Regions from separate parts of the Mus musculus genome. Here all the other regions are linked to region 3. Evidence: chromatin contacts called from public promoter capture Hi-C data. All regions are on one chromosome and are shown on one strand. The core of a region is the stretch at or near the end of the contact, and the rest is flanking DNA. Distances in the headings are between cores, read along the strand shown. Region 1 has its middle 210 kb from the start of Trpm3. Region 2 has its middle 140 kb from the start of Trpm3. Region 3 holds the start of Gda (guanine deaminase).

Region 1 (3,451 bases), core at 352-2,851, 760 kb before region 3:
TGTGGACACTATGCCCCTCCTTAGAAGTGGGAACAAAACACCCATGGAAGGAGTTACAGAGACAAAGTTTGGAGCTGAGATGAAAGGATGGACCATGTAGAGACTGCCATATCCAGGGATCCACCCCATAATCAGCATCCAAACGCTGACACCATTGCATACACTAGCAAGATTTTATCGAAAGGACCCAGATGTAGCTGTCTCTTGTGAGACTATGCCGGGGCCTAGCAAACACAGAAGTGGATGCTCACAGTCAGCTAATGGATGGATCACAGGGCTCCCAATGGAGGAGCTAGAGAAAGTACCCAAGGAGCTAAAGGGATCTGCAACCCTATAGGTGGAACAACATTATGAACTAACCAGTACCCCGGAGCTCTTGACTCTAGCTGCATATGTATCAAAAGATGGCCTAGTCGGCCATCACTGGAAAGAGAGGCCCATTGGACACGCAAACTTTATATGCCCCAGTACAGGGGAACGCCAGGGCCAAAAAGGGGGAGTGGGTGGGTAGGGGAGTGGGGGTGCGTGGGTATGGGGGACTTTTGGTATAGCATTGGAAATGTAAATGAGCTAAATACCTAATAAAAAATGGGAAAAAAAAACAGTACTATTTACCACTTACAAGGAATAAGCTCTTATCACATAAAGCAAGAGTGAACCTCCCAAATACCAAGTGGCATAATTAAAATCTGTTCATTTAATTACTGTGCATGTAATTAAATGTGCATTTAAGAAAACAAAACCGCTCAGTGCCACATATGAGTCTGTAGGTGGCAGAAAGGAGAGGGGCTCTGTCCCCTCAATGTTCTGACCTACGAACACCTGAATGATTAGTAGCCTAATAGTCCCTGAAAAACAAAACAAAACAAAACAAAACAAAACAAAACAAAACAAAACACCAAGCTGGAGCTGATGACCAGTCTGGTTCCAGGGGGCTCAGACAGGGAGGTGGCCTGAGATGACCACCAGTTGGGTGACATGCAGGCTCAATGGGAGGGGCAGATCATGGCTGAGATGACCCTTCCTAGGGACATAATGTACAAGCAGGACATAGAATATGTGCACTATGAAGAGAGGCAGAAGTTGAGACCCGTGGGTAGTGAGGAACTGCCTGATGTGAGTAGCTGGTGATGCCACCTGGGACCATGGTGGGGTCTTGGCCTAAGCTGCCATCAGGGTCCAGGTCTGGATCCATGGCCCTGCAGCAGCAGGAGTCTTTTACCACCAAAGGGCTGTGGAGAACTTACCCTACCTCTCACCTGGGCATCGTGAGAGAACTGGGCCTGCAGGCATGAGAGCTGGAGAAGCTGACTCCCCCACTAGCCAGCTGTAGTACTTGGAGAGCAAGCTCTCACATGTTACTCCTGAGGGGAGAAGCATGGGAGATCTGGCCCTCTTTTCCCCTCACCCTTTTCATCAGCACCTGTGGAAGGCAGGAGACCTGGCCCTGTGGTCATGATGACAGGAGAGCTGCTCCCTGCTCCTCGCCAGCTGCAACACTCCAGGGAGCAGGCCTTGAACCTCTCCTGAATAGCACAGTAGAGCTGAGCCTGGTGGACTGGGGCACAAGTGAGCCATCGGAGCCATCGCTGAGGGTGTGAGTATGGGTAGGCCAGCCCTGCCTTTTGTCTGCTGGGAAGTGATTTGAACAAGGGAGAGATGCCTTTATCTACCCCCCCCCCACTTGTCCCTTGACATCTATGGCAAGCAAGAAAGCTGGCTCTAGGGTCATGAGAATGGAAGAACTGGCCATGTTCCTCACCAGCTGCAACAATAGGGAGAACAAGTGCTGCACTTCACCTGGACAGCAGGATAGAGTTGGCCCTGATTGCAGGGATTGCTGGTGAGCTAGCCCTGAGGGCTGTAGAGCAAGGGAGCCAGCATTCTGACATTCTGACCTTTCTGACATTCTGACCAGCTCAGACCTCTCACAGCCAGATCCAGGGCTTTGAACTGGCCAACCCAACATCTATGAATTGCTAGAATGCATAAAGGGGCTGATCCTACAGATGCAAAGCTACAGGATCTTCATGATAAAGGGTAACAACAGGATGTCTGAGAGGAGTCTCAGTGAGGTTCCAGGATCAAGAGAGTAGGAGAAGTCAGAGACCTTGTACCAGACCAAGAAGTCATTACAATGAATATTTTCAAGCAAAGTAGTTTGAACAACCATATACTGTGGGACACACTGTGACACATTATAGCTTCAACAATGAGATTTTTTCTCTGTTGGTGGGGAGGTTGCAAGGATAGAGGGTGAGGAGGAAGGGACGGGGACATGAGTGGGATTGGGATGCATGGTGTGAAATTCTTAAAGAGCCGTAAAAGTTAAGAAACCAAAACAGTACAATTTTGGGTCTTCCTATTAGGTCCAATTTTATTTTAGATAGATGTATAGACCTATAGATAGATAACATTTTGTATCTGTGTATCTCCTGATCTATAAGCCTTCAGCAATAACTAAACAAGTGCTTAATAACGGTTTGGTTTCCCCACATATTCAGGAGTATATTTTAAGAATGTAAATAGAATGGACAAATATAAGGTTTGACATGAGAGCTAATTAATCTCTACTAGCTTCACAGTAAATCCAACACTATGTATAAACAAGAAGCTCAAACTCTTCAAATAATTCAATGCTAATATTGGTTGTTAAAGACTAAAAAACATATTACTAGGTAAAACATACTAAGAAGTGTCTTCATGAAGCACATCAATGACCATCATAGTGTGAGAACTCGATGGGTGCAGTAGTGTCACACAAACTATGGCAGCAACCAACCAGGAAGAAGGAGGATGACAGTGGAAGAAAGAGAAGGAGGAAGAAAGAGAAAGAAAGAAAGGATGGATGGATGGATGGATGGATGGATGGATGGATGGATGAAAGACTATTGAAGGATATTTGATCACATTATGAACCCCAGGATTGTGTTATTTCCTGAAAAATATCTATTTCTAGTTGTGGTGTGGCTCAATGCTTAGCACACACCTTTAGTCCCTCTGGCTGGACTTAGTACACACCTTTAATACCAAACAACCAAGGTAAAGTTAGTTTATAGAAGGAAGCAACTATGTTTGAAAGTGATGTCTAATTGAGTGGCAGACAAAGTGATGAATGAGATAAAGATTTGCCAGAATAGGATATGCCCAACTCTCAGGAGAAGAGAGAGGAAAGGGGAGCTACTTAACAAAGCAGTTCAGGCAGAGAGAAAAAGGAGAGGAAGTAGCTTTACCAAGACAGTTTTACAGGGACAGGTTGCAGAGAGGGAACAAGCTAGATACAGGTGAAGACAGAATGAGCCAGAGCACGAGGAGCCAGAAGGTTAGAACGGATTGCCAAAGTTAGTGTGAGAACAACCAGAGCAATTGGGAAACTGAGAGAAGCTAGATTGACTCTTTCAGCTTGGAGAGGGGTTTGAGCCCCAACAGCTGAGTTGCACCAGCCAACCAG
Region 2 (3,466 bases), core at 486-2,985, 830 kb before region 3:
TAACTCCCCCTTCCTTCTCCCCAGCCCTTGAAGAGCATGGACTACCATAAGGGTAAAGAAACATGCATAAAAGTGTGTTATGATGATCTGTTAGTCAGACCCTGAGGACTCTCAATAGCAGACGGAGGAGTGGCTATAGCCTCAGACTTTAAGTCAAAACAAACAATACCGATCAAACCAAAATTAATGTATTTCTCTATAAAGACATTAATTCATGTTAGTAGCCCAACAGTTCTTATTCTTTATGCAGTTCTGTGGAAGTTTATCTATAAAGTCTGCCTTGTTGGTCTGAAAAAAGTATGTTTAGTTCAAGCGGTAGTTCAGGTCCAGTGATGGGGAGCCTGGTCCAGCCACCTCATGAATCCTCTCATCTCTCGAAGAACCGTTTCTATTACAAGTCATCACCACTCAGACTTCTGCTGAGTGGTGAGAGTTCTCCTCACACAGAAGACAGCACCAAGCAGACCAAGGATCCCGTCTAACGGATGATCTGCTGAGACACAGTGTGTCTTTACACCATCATTTAGAAGCTTGTCTACTAGAGAAACACCATGGTCTATGTAACACAGTTTTTATTTACACACACTTGTACATGCAGACACACACACACACACACACACACACACGGAGACACAGACACAGAGAGAGAGACAGAGACAGAGAGAGCTCCCACTGACCAATATCACTGAATTACGCCATTAATTCAGAAGAAAGTAGAAAATTGGTGATTTACTTTATTTCAAAAACTTAATTTCCAATGCCTTTCTGTCTATTAGCTATTTTGTACTTCAAGATTGAACTAACCTGTTTGCCCAATAGATGATGCAGTCTACCTTTTGTGTCTTCAGGCTTAGATTATAACACAAGTGTCTCTAATTATGAGTCTCATCTGTTTTGACCGTTAACACCCACATTTCTAAACGAAACTGAAGATGCTCTTCCTCAAATGCTGCACTCATGAAAGTGCTGGTTAATTTTGCTATTAAGAAATTGTGCATTAAAAGACTGACAAGATGGCTCAGAGGTTAAAGGCAACTGCAGCCAACCCTGAGGATTTGAGTTCAATCCTCAAGACCCACAGAGTGGAAGGACCAGATCTAAGTGCACCCAGAATTCACAGCCACATAGGTACATACATGTGCACACACAATAAATAATAAAATGCAGTAAGAACTTTTAAGTGTTCTATAGGTTAAACAGTGCACACAGCTAAGTAATACAAGAGAATATTCCCTCTGGGAAAAGATGCAAAAAACGGACAAACTTCTAATTAGGAAAAAATACTTGGAAATCACATGAACTTTGTATTTACATATAGTGCATATTAAAATTTTGTTCAAAATATTTTTCATTGTCAAAAATTGAAATTTTCAAATTTTTATTACTGTTTCCTTAATGCCAATTTATTTTAAATCAGTCATAAACAGAAGCAGATTTTCCAAGATTCATGAAGTGTAGGAGGTAGGAAGGAACTCAGTAACGGTTCCACACATCGTGTGCTGGTAAAATGGACGTAAATGGGTACTTTGCATTTTTTTGTTTAAAATACCAGCTTCCTCCTTTGTCAGTTCTGGGTAGACAAGATTCTTCTGCAAGAAAGCATTCCAGACTTGCATTCTTAGAACTAGCCACGAGAGGGCGCTAGAAGCATTACATAAAGATATGTTGCCTATTCCCCCCCCCCCCCCCCCCCCGCCCCCCGCCTTTTCTTTTCCTTTCTGTATACTCGGGAGTGAAGACAGTATTGCTCTCAGCTGAAAAGCTGCCACTGGGAGACGGGTGCAGAAGAAATGTCTTGTACTGCTCTGCGGTCGGCAATCCATTTACTTGGCAAACTCAAAAGTGAAGCAAGGCCCAGCTTGTCCCTGTTTAACAACGTCGAATGAAAGGCCATTTCATCTCAGGGCTGTTAAGTCCAAATCGAATAATACCTAAGCTGCTTGGGCCAAGCCATCTCAAGTGCTCCGGCACCAGGCAGGGCTTTCTTCGTTGATGCTAAGCACCAATTCCCCCGGTTCTCTCCCCAGCATAGAACTTGATCCTGCTGAGTCCCCTGGCCCACCTTCCCAGCTGGAGTTTCCAAATCAAGATTCAGTGAGAACTCTCACCAGGCTGGCTTGACAATCACTCTGCAGGTGCAAATTAACCCATTCGCTTCATGAATTTCAGACAGTGCCTTACATGTTTGCAAAAGGAAAATAATGCCACGGCAAAAAATTACACAGTCTAACTGTGACTTTTCTCTAAATCCTATTTCTGCTAATGTAACAGTCACACCAGAGATCTACCCCTAGGTATCTACGACCAACCAGATCAAGGGCCAAACACCTATTCCTGAGTACGTCTGACGATGTGGCAGATGCTAATGCACTTCCATTGGCCTGTGATGGACGGAGGAGAGGTCTGGGAGCCGCTGCAACTGTGTAAGGTGTCACTAGACTGTCTGAGGGTACCATTTTTTTTTATAGTTTTCTAATCAACTTGTTGCTAGTAAGCAATAGTAATTCACATTAAGCAAACAGAGGGAGGGCGTGTAATTTATTCAAAGCTCCTGCAATCTGTTTGTTGCAAGCAGCCAGGATCTTGCTGTGATCTGCCCTTCATGTGCAAAGCTCACTTTGCACAGTCCATCTCCCTTCCTTAGGGGAAATCTCTGCACAGAGCCTCCAGACTATTAGCACACATTTTCTTCCCTACATCCCTAGCTGACAGAGCTTACTTGACTAAGAAAGCTGTATTTTTCGAAGATAAGCCCAAGCAGGAGCCACAACCTTCAGAGGGGAGAGCAGAGATGCAACAGAGCCCTGTGTGATGAATTCCACCCAGTGCCTCCTGGAGGGGGCTTACTGAGAGCAGGCAGTAGATCATCCGTTCACTGCCCGCTTCTCACACTTGATCTAGTCCCGTTCTTCGCCCCCCACTGTGGATCACAGCTACACAGCCTGCTTCCTGCTTTCCAGATTGCCAACCTCTCTCCGCACGCACGACATCCCGGGGGTTGCTCTTACCACACCCACAGGTTTTCCTATGTTTAATTCAAAACTCAAATGTCACGTCTTTCAGCTTCCCCAGACACCACTTCCAGTCCTTGTGCCTGTACTCAATCTCTCTCTCCATCCTTCTCTAGGGCGAGGCAGATTTCTTAACCTGGGGCTCTTCTGTCCTGCCCTAATGTGCACCCAGAGCCCAGAAACCTTTCTTTTTCGAGCAGTCTTTTATTAGGTGCTTGGTAAAGAACTGATTTGCGACTTGCTGAATGAGATTATTCTTAAAAACTTACTTACAACAAAACAAAACACCAAAAAACAAAACAAAACAACAAAAAAAAAAAAAAAAAAAAAAAAAAAACCAACGGGCGTAGTGGCGCACACCTTTAATCCCAGCACTCGGGAGGCAGAGGCAGGAGGATTTCTGAGTTCGAGGCCAGCCTGGTCTACAAAGGTGAGTTCCAGGATAGCCAGGGCTA
Region 3 (3,384 bases), core at 706-3,205:
ATCTTCAAAAGTAATCTTGTAAGAGTCTTAAAAGAATCACAAATCTAAACTTTTTTTTAATAAAAATCAGTCATATCTACCTTAAATCTTCAAAATGTCCATCTATTCATCAGCAATTCTTTTTTTTTTTTTTTTATTTCAACAAAAATTTTTATTTATTTATTTATTTATTTATTTATTTGAAACAAGGTCTTACTATGTAGTGCTGGTCCTCCTGGAACTCACTCTCATCAGCAATTCTTAATCTATCATATCAGGAAGCTGAGGACAAAATGAGTATAAGAAATCAACCATCACCAGTCCAGCTGCAGTGAGAGTCACGTCAGCCAGTGCTGCCATAGTTCTTGTTCCCTGACCTTACAAGGTCCCTAGCTTAACTAATAAAAGTGTGCCTTTCTGAACTTCATATTGTCTTCTAAGGTTTTTTTGTTTTGTTTTTCCTTTTCTTTCCTTTTTCATCAGAGCCAGTAGTAAAAACACCTCAACCTAGCTTCACTAGCAACTTTATTTTTCCAAATATTTTCTAAGGGTGGTAGTCATTGCTGACAATCTACGTCTTTAAATTCTCACAATGTACTACCTGTAAACATACATAAAAATGTAAATGCAACTTAAGTCCATTTGGTATTGTTCATAAGGATATGTTTATAGATGTGACCATTCGGTACTAGATATCTAATTACAGGGCTCATCCCTGACAAAGACTGACTCGCCTTCTCAGCCCTCATTAATTGCCTGTAGCACTTCATCTGGAGAGGTCTTGTGGGATTTCCCGATACCAAGCTTGATTGTCAGCTAATGTTAGTGCTCAGGTGTAGCCTCGTGTAGGCTACTATGTTATTGAGATCACATGGTGCAGTTTTCCTGCATATAGAAGACACAATCTGGAGGGAATTTAGTAGGAAGAGTGGGGGTAGTGAGTAAATATGATCAAAATACATTGTAAAAAATGATCAAAGGAATAAAATATTAACATTAAAAAGAAATGGTAATAAACATATGGGAGAAAATGACACTCTTAAGGATGGATATGACCAGTGAAGGAAAAGGATGGATTCCTGGGACGGGAACTTCTGGATAGGGGGAAGTTAGCTCTTGGGCAGGGGCAGTTACTGCATGGAGTTACAACTTAAGGCAAAGCAATGAAGAGAGGCTGCCCCATTTAGATTCAGAGCAAGCCCATTGCTGTGGGGAGCAGCAGAGGAAACCTGGGATCCACACTTTGAAGGTAACCAGAAAGTCCTGCCTGCAGGACCTAACTCGAGGAGCTGGAGGCTGTTGTGGGGGGAGGGAACCTGGACAGGTTTTGTAGTGACTTGGCCCAGGTTCTGATTTCATGAAAGGAATGGAAGACCTCAGACTGTTTGGTAGCTTGCAGGTGGTCTTTAGATTTCTACCCTTGTACTTCAGCTGCTGGGAACTTCATTTTCTCCTCTTTTACAACTGAATAAATAAAATTAGTTTCCTCAGACACAAGACAAGTTAGTCGTGGTATTGTATGTGGATGGGCAAAAGGACTAAAATATTGACCTCGGTGGAAGAGAGGGACTTTGAGATCTAGATTAACCCTTGGTGCTGGAGATCCCTGTAAAGTTCCACATAAGTCAAGCTTCCAGAACCCCAGCAAACAATGAACACATAGTATGCATCCTTCAATCTCAGGAAAGGAAACTGGCCACAAGGTGTACAGCTCAAAGTGACCTTTCACCTGTCACCACGTTTATGCAAGTTCAGAATTCTGGTGCTCAAGTTGAGGGGATGAACGGTCCTAGGAGTATAGAAGGCTCAGAGAAGACAGTGTAGGTGCACAACGAAAGCAAGTCAGAGTGGCTTGATTTCGATAACTCAAGGAGTTAACACATCCAAAACCAACGCAGGGGTGGGGAGGAAAGCCACACCCCAAGGGAGCTGGAGCCAACTCAGAGGAGAAAAATCCTATTGGCATCCAGGAGGCAGGGAGCCAGCCCCTGGGCGCGGCCTGCAGGGGGCAGGCGATCGCCTGGGGAAGCGGGGGCAGAACGAGCCCCAAGAGCCAGCAGCTCCCGCTCCGCAGCCGCAGGAACCGCTCTGCGCCCGCCCGGTGCGCCCTCCTTGGCCAGTGAACTCGCGCTGCCCTGCTGCAGCCATGTGTGCGGCTCGGACGCCGCCGCTGGCGCTCGTCTTCCGAGGGACTTTCGTCCACTCCACCTGGACCTGCCCCATGGAGGTGCTTCGCGATCACCTCCTCGGCGTGAGCGACAGCGGCAAAGTGAGTGGGCACCGGGTCCCGCGCACCGCGGACAGGTGGAGGGACCCTGGCGAGGCACTGCGCGTTCAGGGTTCGCTCCTGTAGAGCGAGCACGGTGGCTCCAGAGTTGAACTTTAGCGTTTGGCTTCTAGAGAAGGCAGACTGACTGATCACTAGGTTTGTAACCTGGCTAGGGCGGAATGACATCCCAGAAGCCTGGAACAGTACTCGCACCGCACTGTAGGCATCCCTAGAAAAGGTGGTTGAATTTCTTGAGACAGAGCTGACCAGGGTGGCGTGGGGATCAGTTGATTAGTGTTGTCTGCTGAATTTATCAGGTAGAATAAGCAAAAACATCTGGTCTCATTCGCAGGCTCTTTCATCAAACAATGCATTAACACTACATGTTACACAAGTTTAATCTTGGAAGGGACAGAACTGGAAAATCTGTCTCTGTCTCTGTCTTCTCTGTCTCTCTGTCTCTCTCTCTCTCTCTCTCTCTCTCTCTCTCTCTCTCACACACACACACACACACACACACACAACACAGCCATTTGAATCAAAACAAACGGTTTCATTTTAAGGTTCAAAATGCCTTCTATGATTATAGCTTTTATACCCTCCCCCTACAATTAGATTTCCACAAGTGTCCTTTGATACCTGGCACTTCTTTGTCCACCCAGATGGTGACAGTGTACATTAGTAACATCCTGGCCAGTTTGATAAGTGAAGTCATTTCATTTTGGGGGCAGAATGGGATTTTTAATTGTTTCTCAAAGTATACCAGTCTGTGGTCTGCCAAGTTGAAGATGCTGTCATTGACCATGCTGAATTATGACTTAGATTTGGGAGTAACCAAACCTGATATTCTTAAAGATTTTTAAAAATGTGTGTGTGTGTGTACATACTCAAAGTAGCATGTGTGGTCAGAGAGCAACGTGTTCTCTTTGTTGGTTCTCTCCTTAATCCCCATGGATTCCAGGAACTGAATCCAGGTCCTCAGGCTTGGTGACAAGCACCTTGGTGACAAGTACTTTTTACATGCTGAGCCACCACACAGGCTCCCAATCTTGTTTTCTTGTGGGACTTGATTTTTTTTTTTTTTTGCTGTTGTTGTTGTTGGTACATTGGGAAGCAGGATGTTGCGTTTCCAAGGT

What was found. Promoter capture Hi-C pulls out the DNA fragments that hold promoters and counts their contacts.
Region 1: a promoter capture Hi-C map of embryonic stem cells shows a contact between it and region 3, with 8 times the contacts expected there. A contact is called at or near these places in 6 of 39 promoter capture datasets (the 3T3-L1 cell line, the HPC-7 cell line, embryonic stem cells and 2 more).
Region 2: a contact with region 3 is called in a promoter capture Hi-C map of hippocampal neurons, with 4 times the contacts expected there. A contact is called at or near these places in 14 of 39 promoter capture datasets (the 3T3-L1 cell line, 3T3-L1-derived adipocytes, the HPC-7 cell line and 9 more), 1 of 484 Hi-C or Micro-C datasets (cerebral cortex), 2 of 130 datasets of targeted methods (the NIH/3T3 cell line and craniofacial prominence) and 4 of 9 other capture datasets (adipose tissue, embryonic stem cells, liver and 1 more).

What each region holds. Positions count from the first base shown.
Region 1 is chr19:22,232,916-22,236,366 of GRCm38.p6, reverse strand. It overlaps a transcript of Trpm3 not described here and the pseudogene Gm22506. Among named protein-coding and RNA genes, the nearest start is that of Trpm3, 210 kb to the left of the region's middle.
Region 2 is chr19:22,302,665-22,306,130 of GRCm38.p6, reverse strand. It overlaps a transcript of Trpm3 not described here. Among named protein-coding and RNA genes, the nearest start is that of Trpm3, 140 kb to the left of the region's middle.
Region 3 is chr19:21,471,232-21,474,615 of GRCm38.p6, reverse strand. Gda (guanine deaminase) reads left to right here and starts at 1,955. Exons shown (of 14, transcript NM_010266.2): 1 at 1,955-2,248. The coding sequence starts at 2,126.